Regions from separate parts of the Mus musculus genome. Here region 2 is linked to region 1. Evidence: chromatin contacts called from public Hi-C data. All regions are on one chromosome and are shown on one strand. Each heading gives the region's core, a stretch centred on a gene start, on an enhancer-like site or on the middle of the called end of the contact. The rest is flanking DNA. Distances are from core to core; before and after follow the strand shown.

The links. A called contact is a pair of places that touch in the nucleus more often than the background predicts.
Region 2: a contact with region 1 is called in a Hi-C map of the G1E-ER4 cell line, with 2.5 times the contacts expected there. The contact joins two enhancer-like sites. A contact is called at or near these places in 2 of 39 promoter capture datasets (both in embryonic stem cells), 21 of 484 Hi-C or Micro-C datasets (the G1E-ER4 cell line, cardiomyocytes, embryonic fibroblasts and 6 more) and 1 of 9 other capture datasets (embryonic stem cells).

The regions. Positions count from the first base shown.
Region 1 is chr15:12,679,389-12,686,061 of GRCm38.p6, forward strand. The region is part of intron 2 of Pdzd2 (PDZ domain containing 2); the gene reads right to left. Among named protein-coding and RNA genes, the nearest start is that of Gm41273, 31 kb to the left of the region's middle. Within about 2 kb of position 3,438, at least 20 of the 459 cell types and tissues checked have an H3K27ac peak or open chromatin away from gene starts, as enhancers often do. A contact at or near this core is called in the G1E-ER4 cell line, where this site is marked.
Region 2 is chr15:12,771,892-12,778,139 of GRCm38.p6, forward strand. No RefSeq gene overlaps it. Among named protein-coding and RNA genes, the nearest start is that of Gm41274, 24 kb to the right of the region's middle. Within about 2 kb of position 2,475, at least 10 of the 459 cell types and tissues checked have an H3K27ac peak or open chromatin away from gene starts, as enhancers often do. A contact at or near this core is called in the G1E-ER4 cell line, where this site is marked.

The DNA.
Region 1 (6,673 bases), core at 2,188-4,687:
TAATACTAGGATCAAATGTGTATGTATGTGTGTATGTATGTATGTATGTATGTATGTATGTATGTATGTAGAGTCCACTTGCCTTTAATGGCAAATAAGCAGGCTTATCGTAAGGAAATTTTAATTGATATTTGTAATATACTAAGCACACCCCTGGGAAATTTCTATCTTCCTAAATCCCAGATAGTCTTTAAAACCAGCTTCTTTTTCTGTCTCCTCTTGGTGCATATTCATCAGCCACCTAGCCTGTAGCCATCGTCCATGTGCTATGTATGCTTTTATGCTTCCTTGCAGGGCAGAAAGTGAACTTCTGGAAGGGATGTGACTGACATACAATGCATATTCCTCATCCATAGGCTACAATCCAGGTTTATTTATGTCCAAGGGGATGTGCTATGCAAACATTCTCCCCCATTCTCACTTGCTTTTTACCTTTTGAATTCAGTTCTGTTTATAAAACAACATGTGTGTGTGTTCATTTTTAACTAGTGTGAATGGAATTCTTCTGTATTCAAAAGAAATGTGATTTACGTTGCTAGAACATGTCTGTCTTTTAACACAGAGGAAAGCAGTTATAATTCAAGCAAAAGAAGTACTTCACATAATTAGAAGCAAAGGAGAAGGCTATTATGATACTTTCTATAACAGGAAAAACTCGCAGACAAAATACTTGTGTCAAGTGTTTGACATACAAAACCAGCCAGTACATATGCCAAGCTGATTTAAAAACTCCAACCTTGAACTTCTGATCCTCCTGACTACAGATGTGTGCCAGGACGCCAGTGTATGAGGTGCTGAGGACCAAACCCAGGCCCTCAGGCGCGCTAGGCAAGCACTCTACCAACTGAGCTACATCTCCAGCCCCTCGTTATCTTGTTTCTGAAAAGACATCTTTCAAAGGCTCCTTTGTGAAATGGGAAGATGTACGTAATATACTGGAGAAAAAGCAGTATACACATTATAGAATGTGGCCATAACTTTCTAAGCATTCTATTTATATATATCCATACCCGATACACATAGGAAAAAGGTTAATAAGTAATAGCTTGATATGGATAGCATCCATATGTGGCAAAATTAAATTTGCTTCATTGTTTATATTTTTCTACAGTCTACAGAGAGAGAGAGAGAGTGTGAGTGTGTGTGTGTGTGTGTGTGTGTGTGTGTGTGTGTGTGTGTGTGTGTGTGTGTAAAAATGAATCTCTTTGGTGACATGAGCTGCACCAGGAATATGAGGATCCCCAGTTACTTTGGAGTCTGGCCCTTACCCACCCTGTTCCTAGTGTTTAGAAAATATTCCGTTAAGTCATAATAAAGGCTGCATATCTCTAAAGAACCCTGTAATTCAGGCTTTCCACAGAGACCAAGGGACGCTCTCCCCAATTACAGCAAAAGCTTGTCTGGAAGTGAAAAATGAATATTCCGTCATCCTGTTGAGAGAGGAGGGAGCCCTTCACTGCTCCACATAGGGGTGGGCTGGGGAGCTCGGCTGGGGGCCAGCAGTCATTTTCAGGGAGAACAGCGAGGGCTGTACACAGTCAAGCAAATGGGAGGGCACGGGCCATCCTTCCCACTTCCTCTCTGTCTAGCAGGCTGGGAACGGAATTCATAGCTGTTCCACCAGAGTCCTAGCCAGCATCCATGTGGGTATTTTTAACAAGGCATAAAACTTGCAATTCTATTAAAAACACATGTCTCTTGTTTCAAAGCACAGTTAGCAACAGACACTGCGAATGGGCAAACATACCACCAACCAGGGGGATACTCTCCCTCAGTTCCGTGTCTCCCATTCTGCAGTTCTGGGGACTTTGGATCTTTATTTCCTGAAGAAACGCCTTTCTTTTGGTGGTAATAAACTTGGAGAATTCCTTGTGGCTTTTTTTTTTTCCTCTGAAACCTGGAAGAGACGTGCTACTGCTGACAAACACTCCCTGGACCCATGTGTGCTATTATTTCTCAGAATGAAGACAAAGATTGATAGGGTAAAATCTGAAACTTGAGAGGAACAGGGGAGGAGACAGCTGATGAACCACAGAGAGGGACAAACTGGGACCCCAGACGTTGGAAGGCTGGGTTTTGTTGCTGTGCTGGCTAATATTATGTCAACTCTACATCTACACAAGGTAGAGTCATCAGAAAGAAGGGAACCTCAATTGTGAAAATGCCTCTATAAGATCTGGCTATAAGAAACTCTGCAGGACATTTTCTTAATAAGTGATTGATGGGGAAGGCCCCACCCATTGTGGGTGGGGCCATCACTGAGCTGGTGGTCCTGGATTCTGTAAGAAAGCAGGACGAGCAAGCCATGGAAAGCAAGCCAGTAAAAAAACCAAACCAAACCAAAAAAAAAAAAAAAAAAAAAAAAAAAAAAAAAAAAACAAACCAAAAAAAAAACCCTCCCATGGCTTCTGTATCAGCTCCTGCCTCCAAGTTCCTGCCCTGACTTCCTTCAATGATGGACTACCATGTGGAAGTGTGAGCCAACATAAACTCTTTCCTCCCCAACTTGCTTTGGTCATGGTGCTTTATCACAGCAATAGTAACCCTAACCAAGACAGTTGCCCAAGCATCTAACTCGTCTGTCTCAAGTCAGTATGTGAAATAGGGTTCCTGGGATGTCCCTGTCAGGGAAGTGTTCTTAGTCCCTTTAAAATAAGGGAAGTAAACAGATAATGTAACTCAGTGTAGAAGGCTTGCCTAGTATGGGCAGGGCCCTAGAGTCCACGCCCAACACTGTGAACACAAGTAAAGATTGGCTCTTCTTAAACTGTAAAATACATTCAGTGATAAAGACCCTGAGACTGCTGTTAGACAAACCCAGCTTTAAACCCATCTCCATACAGAACAGCTGTTGGAGCTTAACTTGTCTAGACCTTAATTTTTCCATCTGTAAAATGGGAAAAAATACCAGTGCTGCTGACTGGTTTGTTCTTAATATTTACTTTTTCTGCCTCTGCATGCATGCAGGGGTGGGGCGGGGTGGGGCAGGATCTTTCTCCACCAGTCCTCTATTAGTGGTACTCTTATCTCCTATAATCTTCAAGAGATCTGAAAGAGGGTAGCGATAATCACCCAGCAAGTTGCTAAGAATGGCCTCTGTGTCCAAGAGCCAATGTGTCATCCAGAACACAGGCTGTGTGGGAAGCCAGTTTCCCCTCACACAAATTACTAGGCACTTAAAAGCTTCCTCTCAAATCCTGATGTTCAGGGTAGAGGGAAAGGCAGGGAGGGGACCTCCAGATCTGGTATTTTAGACTGCAGAAAGGGAAACAGAAAGCTTTATTTATCTGGGCTCCCCAGCTTGCTAATTAACTTTCGGACTGGAAACTATTCTCGTGTCGGCGCCTGCACATCTTCTCATTATTAGAAAAACATCTGCTCGTCATCTCCATGGTTTCCGACAGCCCGAGAGGACCAGAGTTCCGTTCCCAGATGCAAATGTGTGACATCAAAGCTGCCCAGAGCACTGGATTCACCCCTCCTCATCTCCTACCCTAGAGGGCTTAGGCTTTGGGAGATCAGAAAAGTTATTGGATTTTCTAAATAAAATCGGGTGAAGCTACAAGGAGTGTGAGCAGAGACATCTGTGTGTGTGTGTGTGTGTGTGTGTGTGTGTGTGTGTGTGTGTCTGTGCACACACACTAGAAGCATGCTGTTGAATGGGTAAGGACAAAGTACTTAACTTATGCTTCAACTTGGCCACATAAGAGTTTGGACCACTGGATAGATATTTATGGGGTGTGTGTGTGTGGCATCCACTAGGTGCTCAAGTACTGAGTCTGTACATAAAAGGCTCATGGAGGACAAAGGATTTCTGTCCCGGACAGCTAGTGGTTCTTGAAGGACAAACACACCTGTAGACTCTCAGGGTGACCTAGGTATAACTTGGTGCTGTGAGACAGCGGTCCCTGGGAAATGGGGACACACGCTCAGAGCAGTCTCAGCTGGCAGCACCTCAGGATGGCTCCTCTTCTCCTGACTGGGTCTGAGTAATCAATGGTTACCTCTTTACTCAAGGCTGAAGGTTGTCTTGGCATTGAGGACTTCAATGCTAAAACCAGGCTAGCCCTGGCCAACTAGCATGAGTTGACTGTGCCACCTTCTTTTTCATCTTCCTCGCCTCCATCCACCTTTTGCTACGGATATTAAACAGGTCAAATAGTTTTGCCTCAGTGTGCTTATTTTAAAGTGTGAAGAAAGCCAATCCATCTCTCCTGCAGACAGTGAGATAGCCATGGGGAAGATGGGCATGTACTGATACAAGGATCAGGGACACAGTAGGAGAACAAAGGACGGGGGCACATTTGGGCAGACCCTTCAAATTCTACGCTGACAACCAACAGAAACCAACTGTGTAACTCCTGGGCTCCTCCTGCTCATCTGTCAAAGGCCCTCTCAATTCCGAAATCCTTCCTTGGCTCCAACCCCTCCTCTGTTCCCTTCTCCTCCACCCCATCATAATCTAAAGTCCGGCAGCATCTTTACTTCCTGGCTCTCTTCCTCCCTCCGGGCCCATCCCCCATCTCAGTGTGGAATATTCCTCCTGAACTGGCTCACATCTCATCCCCTCCTGCCCCCACGAAGCTATCCCTCCGGCTTGAATAAGTCCCTCCTCCATTGCTGTAGATTCATCTTCATCAGAAGTCAAGAGGTGGTCTTTCTGTCACAGGGAACTGACTGGTCAAATGTGCACAGTGCTTCTCCAAGCTTTTGGGGTGGCAGCTGTATCTGCTTACACATGGGTAATTCCCACCAACATTCCCCGTGAATGCTCAACACTGAGAGTACCGAGTCCTATATATACCATGCTTTTCCCAATAGCTACATGCCCACGGTTGTACTCTCCCGTTTCATGCCTTTGGCATATTTGCACTGACAGTCTCACTACTTCTACATTTGGGGCCTTGCTGTGGGACAAAACTCCTCCTGGGGAGACACAGCACATCTCACTCCAGGTAGGCAGCTCACGACAGACAAAAGTACCAATACCACCAACGTCCAACTTGGGAAACTGGGGTTATTTCCAGGTGCAGAAATTGCTCAAAATCCCACTCCAGCATGGGTGACAGTTCACAATGCTGGGAAGCTAGGGCACACTCCAACCCACAGGCAGCTCAATACATTGGAGTATCCTTTCCAGGTGCCTTGGTTGATCTAAACCTCTTTCAACCAGCTTGGCTTGCTTCTGCCTCTTCCAGGTTATTGGTCTGGTTTCAGAATCTTCTTTGCAGCTTGGCTTGTCTGAGAGTCTTCTTTTCCACGTTGCTAGTCTGAGAAGGACTCTCAACTTTCATTGCTTACTCTGGCAGGAAGGGGCCATGACGGCTGCTGGTGGAGAACTATTAGTAACATTGCATACCTGCATGCAATACAGGACGGGCTTGCTTGGGCAATAGTGGCTCAGCTATCTTGGGTAATACCAACAAACCTTCTGATTAGACTTAAGGCCTGCTCCACAAGCAGGAGTTCAAGTCTGGTACAGTAAACCAGAACTAAAACTTCTGGCTTGGAGGTCATAGGTATCAATGGTTAAATAGCTTTCGTGTTTTTTTCTCTAAACCAACGTGATGTGCCTGTCACATTGCCTTCTGAGTATGTGTTGGTAACCATAGGTCATGGTTGTTGTCAGCCTCAAATCATAACCACTGGTCAGCTCCTGAGAACAAGTGACTGTTGCAGTGGCATGGTGGCCTATTCCTTAGCCATAGGTGGACATCTATAGCATCCCCTCCCCACCACAGCCATAACAGGCTGAGAGTTCACTCACTGGAGTAGATTGGGGGCAGTAATGACATTTAGAGCTAGAGGAAGAAGTGAGGTGCATTCCATCCTACAGGAAAGTTCCTCAAAGAGGAAGGTGAAGCACTCAAATAGTTTCAGGAAGTCCCTGAAACTGACCAGATTCACTAGGCCCCGCCCACCCACAGTAAGCAATAAATGCCGAGAGTCCCTCTCAGACAAACCAAGCTACAAATAAGACTCTCAGATGTGCCAAGCTGTAAAGAAGACTCTGAGACTCTGAGACTAGACCAGCGTTTGCAAAAGGTTTACACCACCCAAGTGACTTAGAACAGGTAGTCTTCAGCCTGTTGAGTGGGCCTCGAGGCTGAGTGTTCCACCCAAGTGACTTAGAACAGGTAGTCTTCAGCCTGTTGAGTGGGCCTCGAGGCTGAGTGTTCCAGGTTCTCAGCTTTGTGAGTTTTCACCCATGCTGGGGTGGGCTTTGCTGAGACAGCTGTCTTTGAGTCATTTCTGCTCCTGAAAGCAACCCCTCACCCACACTCTTGTAAGCCACTGCAATAGAACTCACTGGTTCACCAAGTTGGACTTTAGTGGTATCTCCATACTTGAGTCTGTTGTGGGCTCCCTATTTGGGGTAAGTACATGTGTATGGCATCTCCTCAGAAAAGGCTTTGTAACACAACAGGCCTATTGTTTAAAAAAATTATTTTATTAAATATTCACACTACATGCAAATAATGTGTTTTGATCAAGTCCATCCCCCATTTCCACCCGTTCCTTACCCATTTCCTCCCACTTTCACGTGCTTCCTTTCAGTTTAATTTAAGACTAATTTTGTCTACTTAGTGCTGCCTGTGTGTGTGTAGGTGTGAGAACATCCACTGGAACATGGCTAGTGCCTGCATCCTTGAAGAACAGGATCCTCCCTCTT
Region 2 (6,248 bases), core at 1,225-3,724, 92 kb after region 1:
CTGATAGCTGGCAAAGCCAAGCCACCCATTTTGCATGCATACCATCATGCCACTCTTTCTTCCATCCACTGTGCGGCTGAGCACATGGGAAGCAACCTATCTGGAACACTTAGAAACACAGAAAGATGCTTGCCTCTTTGTTTTTCAATGTCCCGCTGTATTCAGTTAGTGCTGCTTATATGTGCATGGGCGTGGGGCCATCCCATGAAACATGAATAACTTTACAAGTGACCACAATCCCAAAGAATGATGACTCCCCCCACCATCATCATCTTCCAATAGCTCTTCATCTAGGGGTGGGAGGTGGGGGTGCCAGGTAGGGGTGGGAGGTAGAGGCAGGATGTGGGTGTGGATCCTCCCTAACGCTGACATCCATCCATAACACCAAATAAAGATGAAGTAAAGTTGGGAGAGGGGAGTAGAAGGATCTTAGGAGCCAGAGGGGCTGAAGACACCAGGTAGACAGGATCCTCAGAATCAACTAAGCCAGGTTCATAGCTGTTCACAGAGCCTGCACAGGTCTTGTCTGAGCTAGGTCCTCTGCATATATGTTATAGTTGTTAGCTTGGTGTTCCTGTGAGACCCCTAACAGGGGGAGTGGGGCATCTCTGACTCTTTTGCCTGCTCTTGGGACCCTTTTCCCCCTACTGGCTTGCCTCATCCAGCCTTGATATGAGTGCTTGTGCCTAGTCTTATTGTACATTCTTACTCCATGTTTGGTTGATATCCCTGGAAGGCCTGCTTTTTCTCTGAAGGGAAACAGAAGAACAGTGGATCTGGAGGAGAGGGGAGGTAAGAGGGATACTGAATGGAGAGGAGGGAAGGGAGGGTGTGGTCTGGATGTATTATATGACAAGAATAAAAAAAAAAAAAGACTATCAGGAGAGCATAGTTTTTTATTATGTATTTTATTCTATGTTTTTGTGTGTGTTTGGGGAGGCAGTATATGTATGCATACAATTTTGTGTGGCACAGGTACACAGGTAGGGTGTGTGTGCATGACTGTACATATAGAGGCCAAGGATCAACCTTAGGTGTTGTTCCTCAATAGCTATCTACCTCAGTTTTTGAAACACAGTCTCTCACTGGGACCTGGAGCTCACTGTCTTGATGAGGCTACATGAGCAGCTAACTCTAAGGATCTGTTTGTCTCAGCTACCACTGAGCTGGCATTACAAGTGTGCGCCTCTATCTTATCTCTGTTTCTTGCTGCTGTGATAAAATACCCTGATAAAAGCATCTTAGGAGAGAAGGCCTAATCTGACTCACAATTCCTGGCTACTGTCCACTGTTGCAAGTAAGTCAAGGCACATTATATTCACATCAACAGCAGAGAACAATGAATTGCGGCATGCATGCTAGTGTCCAACTGGCCTCCTCCAGTCCCATACGGTCCAGAATCCCCTTGCCTAGGGAATGGCATCACCTGCATTGGGTGGGTATTCCTACTTTGTAATCCCCCATAGACATGCCCACAGGCCAACATGCTATAGATAGTACTTCATTAAGCCTCCCTTCCCAGGTGATTCTATATGGTGTCAAATTGGCAATTAAAACTAACCACCACTGCCACCATGCCTGGCTTTTGTTTTGTTTTGGTTTTTTAATTGATGCTGGGGATTGAACTCAGGTCCTCTTGCTTGACCAAAAAGCACCTTACTGAATCCTAACACCCTACCCCTTTTATGTTCTAAAAAGAGACAAATTATTAGTTCTCTTATCCTTCACCCATGTTTGCCTCCAGAAACATTTATTTATATTCAGTATATCTATATATATTTAGCCATTAAACATTAAAATGGCGGGCCACACTTGCATATCTGTACTCCCTTGAGATTTTTCTGTGATACCTGATGAATAAGTAATGTGAACACTGAAGTGATTAACTAGAAGCTAAAAGGGTCACCCAGGGGTGAAGACTGGATGGTGTTAATGAATATGGTGGCCGAGGAAGACAGAGCTCTTAGGGATTTATGGGAATAGTATGTCTTCTTAGCCAAATGTGTTCATGCCCAACATCTTACAATAAAGTTTCCCAGTCCTCTGAACCCTATGAATTAATTATTGGCAGAAGAAGGCACAGCCTGAAATGAGACACAACACTTAGTTGTAGGATGGAGTGCGAGGATGTCTGCTATAGCTTGGGGAGTGGAACTCTGGGTGAAACCCTGTACTAAGGCCTTTCTATCAACGAACAAGTCCAGTGCTAGGAATGAATTGTCCTTCCAGGAACATTTTAAGTGTCAGCTAGAATGTATGACTGAAGATACCGCGAATTTCTTAGCATCCATGAAATAAATCTACGGCATTTGAATTTTTTATGCAAATCCTCACAGACATCTGTGACAGGGCTGAGACATAGCTTGAAACTGCCCCACTCACACCTGCCAACAATTGCTTACTCCCTCAGCCCCGTCAGTTTCAGACCTGGCTATTTTGCTCCGGTTTATAGTTGTTGCTGTTGTTGATTTTCTCTCTCCCTCCAGGGGCAGTCAGTCTCATCATTGAGTCAGCGAGCCAGAAATAACTCTAAAGCATGAAACATGCTGTATGAAACAATCTTATTTATAACTGGAAATGCTTGCATTTCCGTTCTTATCTATGTCTACATATGACAGGCATCAAAAGTAAGGCAATAACATTTTCTCACGGGGTGGCTTTGGCTTTCTGTCTCAGTCACTGTGTAACAGAGCATGTGTAGACTTTTCTCCCATCTTGCTTTTCTCTGAGTATATCGCAGCTTTTGATAATCATCACGCATCATTGGCTCTCCTTTCTTCCCCACATTTGGTCTTCAGCCCTTACCAGGATTGCTCAGGAGGGGACGGTGGGGTGGGTTGGATGTCCCCAAGTTCCTTTGATAACTGGCTTCCCTCCACAACAGCACTGATGTGGAGATATGGCAGGGGATGGGAGGGAGAGAAGAGAGATTACACTGGCTTCTCCCCCTCTGTTCCCCTCTAACATGGGTTAAGCCTCTGACTTGGCTGCATCTGCCCCAGCCACAGACCCTTCTCTGGCTTTTCTGTACTCACTGGGCTCAGTATTCTGCTGCCTCCTTTGTCCTTTTTGCTCTCAATATGGTAATGGCTGGCCTCAGTTGCTAGCCTCAGCATCCTTACTACCTTTTGTTCCTAATGTCCCTTCTTTGGGATGAGTTAAAGTAAAGTTAGCTTCCTGCTGGGACCATGGCTAATATGCTTCTTCATAATCAAGTAAATAGAAAGGGGAAGAAGAAAAAACCCGCTTGGGATGGGGTCAGGGTGTGGGCATGGGGTTGGGGGTAGAATTTGGTCTTTAAAAGCAAGAATGAACAGCAGGGTCTGGCATTACTTGTCTGGAGTCCCTGCATTGACTCAGAAATTGAGCTAAGAGAACTCTAGAGTACAGAGAACTCTAGTTTGAGGTATACAACAGGTCTCAAAACAGCTAGAGCTACACATCAAATTTTTGCCTCTACAGATAAACACAAATGAGCATTAACCAGGTGGTTAAGTTAAAACCCTCCAACTAGAAAATGCTGCAGTTCAAGACATCACCAGGTAAAGGTGTCACTAACCCAATACCAGTTTTACCTATGTCTGACATGGGTGTTAGGAATTGAACACTGGTCCCCTGCAAGATCAAAACAAACTCTTAGCCCTGAGTCATGTCTCTGAAACATATGCCATCTTGGATGCATGTTTGTTGAGACATAGAATATTTTTTTCAAGACAGGGTTTCTCTCTGTACTCCTGGCTCTACTCCTGGAACTCACTCTGCAGACTAGGCTGGCTTCTAACTCAAAGATATGCCTGCCTCTACCTCCCAAGTTCTGAGTAAGATTAAAGTCATTTGCCACCAAGTCTAGTGACATTGGATGCTCCCAGAGGAGGTAAAATATTTCATCCTGCAGGGAAATCTTTTCAACTCCTGAAGTAAACAACTCAAAGGCTTCAGAAAAAATCTTCAAACTGACCAGATACTCTAGCCCCCCGACCCCATAAATATATGTGAGCAGTAAGGAAGGACTGGTGGGAGACACTCTCAGGTCAACTGAGCTACCTGAAAGAGACAGAGACCAGTCAAGGTACCAGGAAGACTCTCTGGCCAACTACCCAGGAAAGGACACTCTCCTGCCTGAGCTGCCTGCAGGCCGTGCAGTGTGTTCCAGGGTTTCTAACTCTTAGGAGCTGTCACCCATACTGTCATGAGCTTTAATAATGCAGCTGTCTTTCAGTCATTTCTGCTCCTGTACGTAACCCCTCACTCTTATCCTGTAACACCAGTAAAACTCATTAGTTCACCAAGTTGGACTTTGGTGGTATCCATACTTCTGTCATTGGTTCTTTATCTGGGATGGTTAGACATTTGTTCATATCTCCCCTAGGAATAGCATTACATAACATAATTGGTGCCCGAACAGGGGCAGACAGAACGCAATATGAGTTTCCGGAGGAATAATTACATGGCCCTGGCTATGTAATGTCCTGATAGCAAGGCATGCAAAAACTGAGCCTATGAGCAGAGCATCTACAGGGAGAGCCCAGAATGACTACCCTTTCCTGTGTGGTATGGGATTGTGGGTCAGTGGTGCCATGACCTCCATAGTGGGTGCTGAGACAAGCAACCCAGGCTGGGACCTCTATCTAGAAGAAAAGTCTGGGTAGGGAGTCAACAGGAGGAAGTCCACTGAGGCTGTCTGTCTATGATGTGTGGTGGCAGCTACTTGATGAGTTACATCCAGTCAATAAGAATAACTTTTTTCCTTAAAATGTTTACAAGTTTAGAACAAAGTTTGCAATCCACAAGAGTGGCATATAAGGGGTAAAAATATCAACAGGTGCCACAGAGGATGTGTAGCCATGGCTCCGTATAATTAAAATATGTCTAAGGCTTGCTTGTGTAAGAGAGGGTGAGGTAGAGAAGCTGCCATGCTGTTTCTTACAGTTGGCAAATGTTACCACATTTGAATGAAAATGGCCCCCACTGGCTCATTGGAAGTGGTAATATGAAGGAGGTGTGGCTTGTTGGAGAAAGTGTGTCACTGAGGGGTGGGCTTTGAGGTCTCAGATGCTCAAGCCAGGCCTAATGTCACTCTCTCTCTTCCTGCTGCCAATCCAGATATAGAACTCCCAGATCCCTCTGCAGCACCATGTCTGCCTGTGTGTTGCCCTGTGTCCCATCATGACAACAATGAACTAAACCTCTGAACTGTAAGCCAGTCCCAGTTAAATGTTTTCCTTCATAAAGAGTTGCTGTGGTCATGGTATCTCTTCACAGCAACAGAGACTCTAAGACAGAAGGAAAAAAGAAAAAGGGACACATGTTGAATCTGTGCTAAAGAGCCAGTCCAGGCATCCAAAAACTTAGCACCCAAGGAAAGCGAAGGATATTGAAAAAGAGGAAGAAGACACGGCAAAAAGAACGCTAAAAGATCTAAATATTTTTTAAAAGTGAGCTTTGCTAATTCAGCTCATCCTTCAAGAGTGAAGAAAAAGGTCAGTTTATCATCAGCCTGGAGGCTGGGATGGAGCTTTAGTGACGTGAGGAGTCCCATGATAGGGCATGGTCACTGTAAAGTAAGAAAGGCATTGGGGGGCATCGCTGCCCTTGACAAGCATGGGAACTGGATTGACAGAGTGCTGAAATGCATAAAAACAAGTCAAAAGAAAGGGAGCCCCGGCCAAACAAAGGGACCTCCCTGTGTCGCTTAGAGGCAAATGTGGGTAAAGTCACATCAAGCCAGAGTCCCTGGATGAAAATCTGATAGGAGACCAAGTTTGGTACCAGAGATCCTTTAGAAGGCTCAAAAGTTCACCCCAGGGGCTGCAAACAGGAGCAGAGAGGTACAGATTCTACGGAATCTGATTGTGGGATCGGAACCTCCCAAGCCGCTCCCCTAAAGGAGTAAGCAAGGGTACCTGTAGGTGAGGACTCTGTAGGGTGACTGAAACCCCCTGTTAAATTATTTTATTAATGTTAAAAAATTAGTTATTGGGTAGATGTTAGAAGCAGATGTGCTTTCCTCATGGTCTCAAGAAGATCAATGGCCATAAACCTAAATATAATGAATATTTATTGAAGGAATTAAGTTTGACTGAGGGGCAGACAGCTATCTCCCCTGAGCAAACCATGTACATTTTCTCCTGGGTGCAGAGATTGTTGATTCAGCTCAGGGGACAGGTGCTACTTACTGGCTTGCTTCCTATGGCTTGCTCGGCCTGCTTTCTTACAGAACCCACGACCTCCCTCCCAGGGCGTTCCCA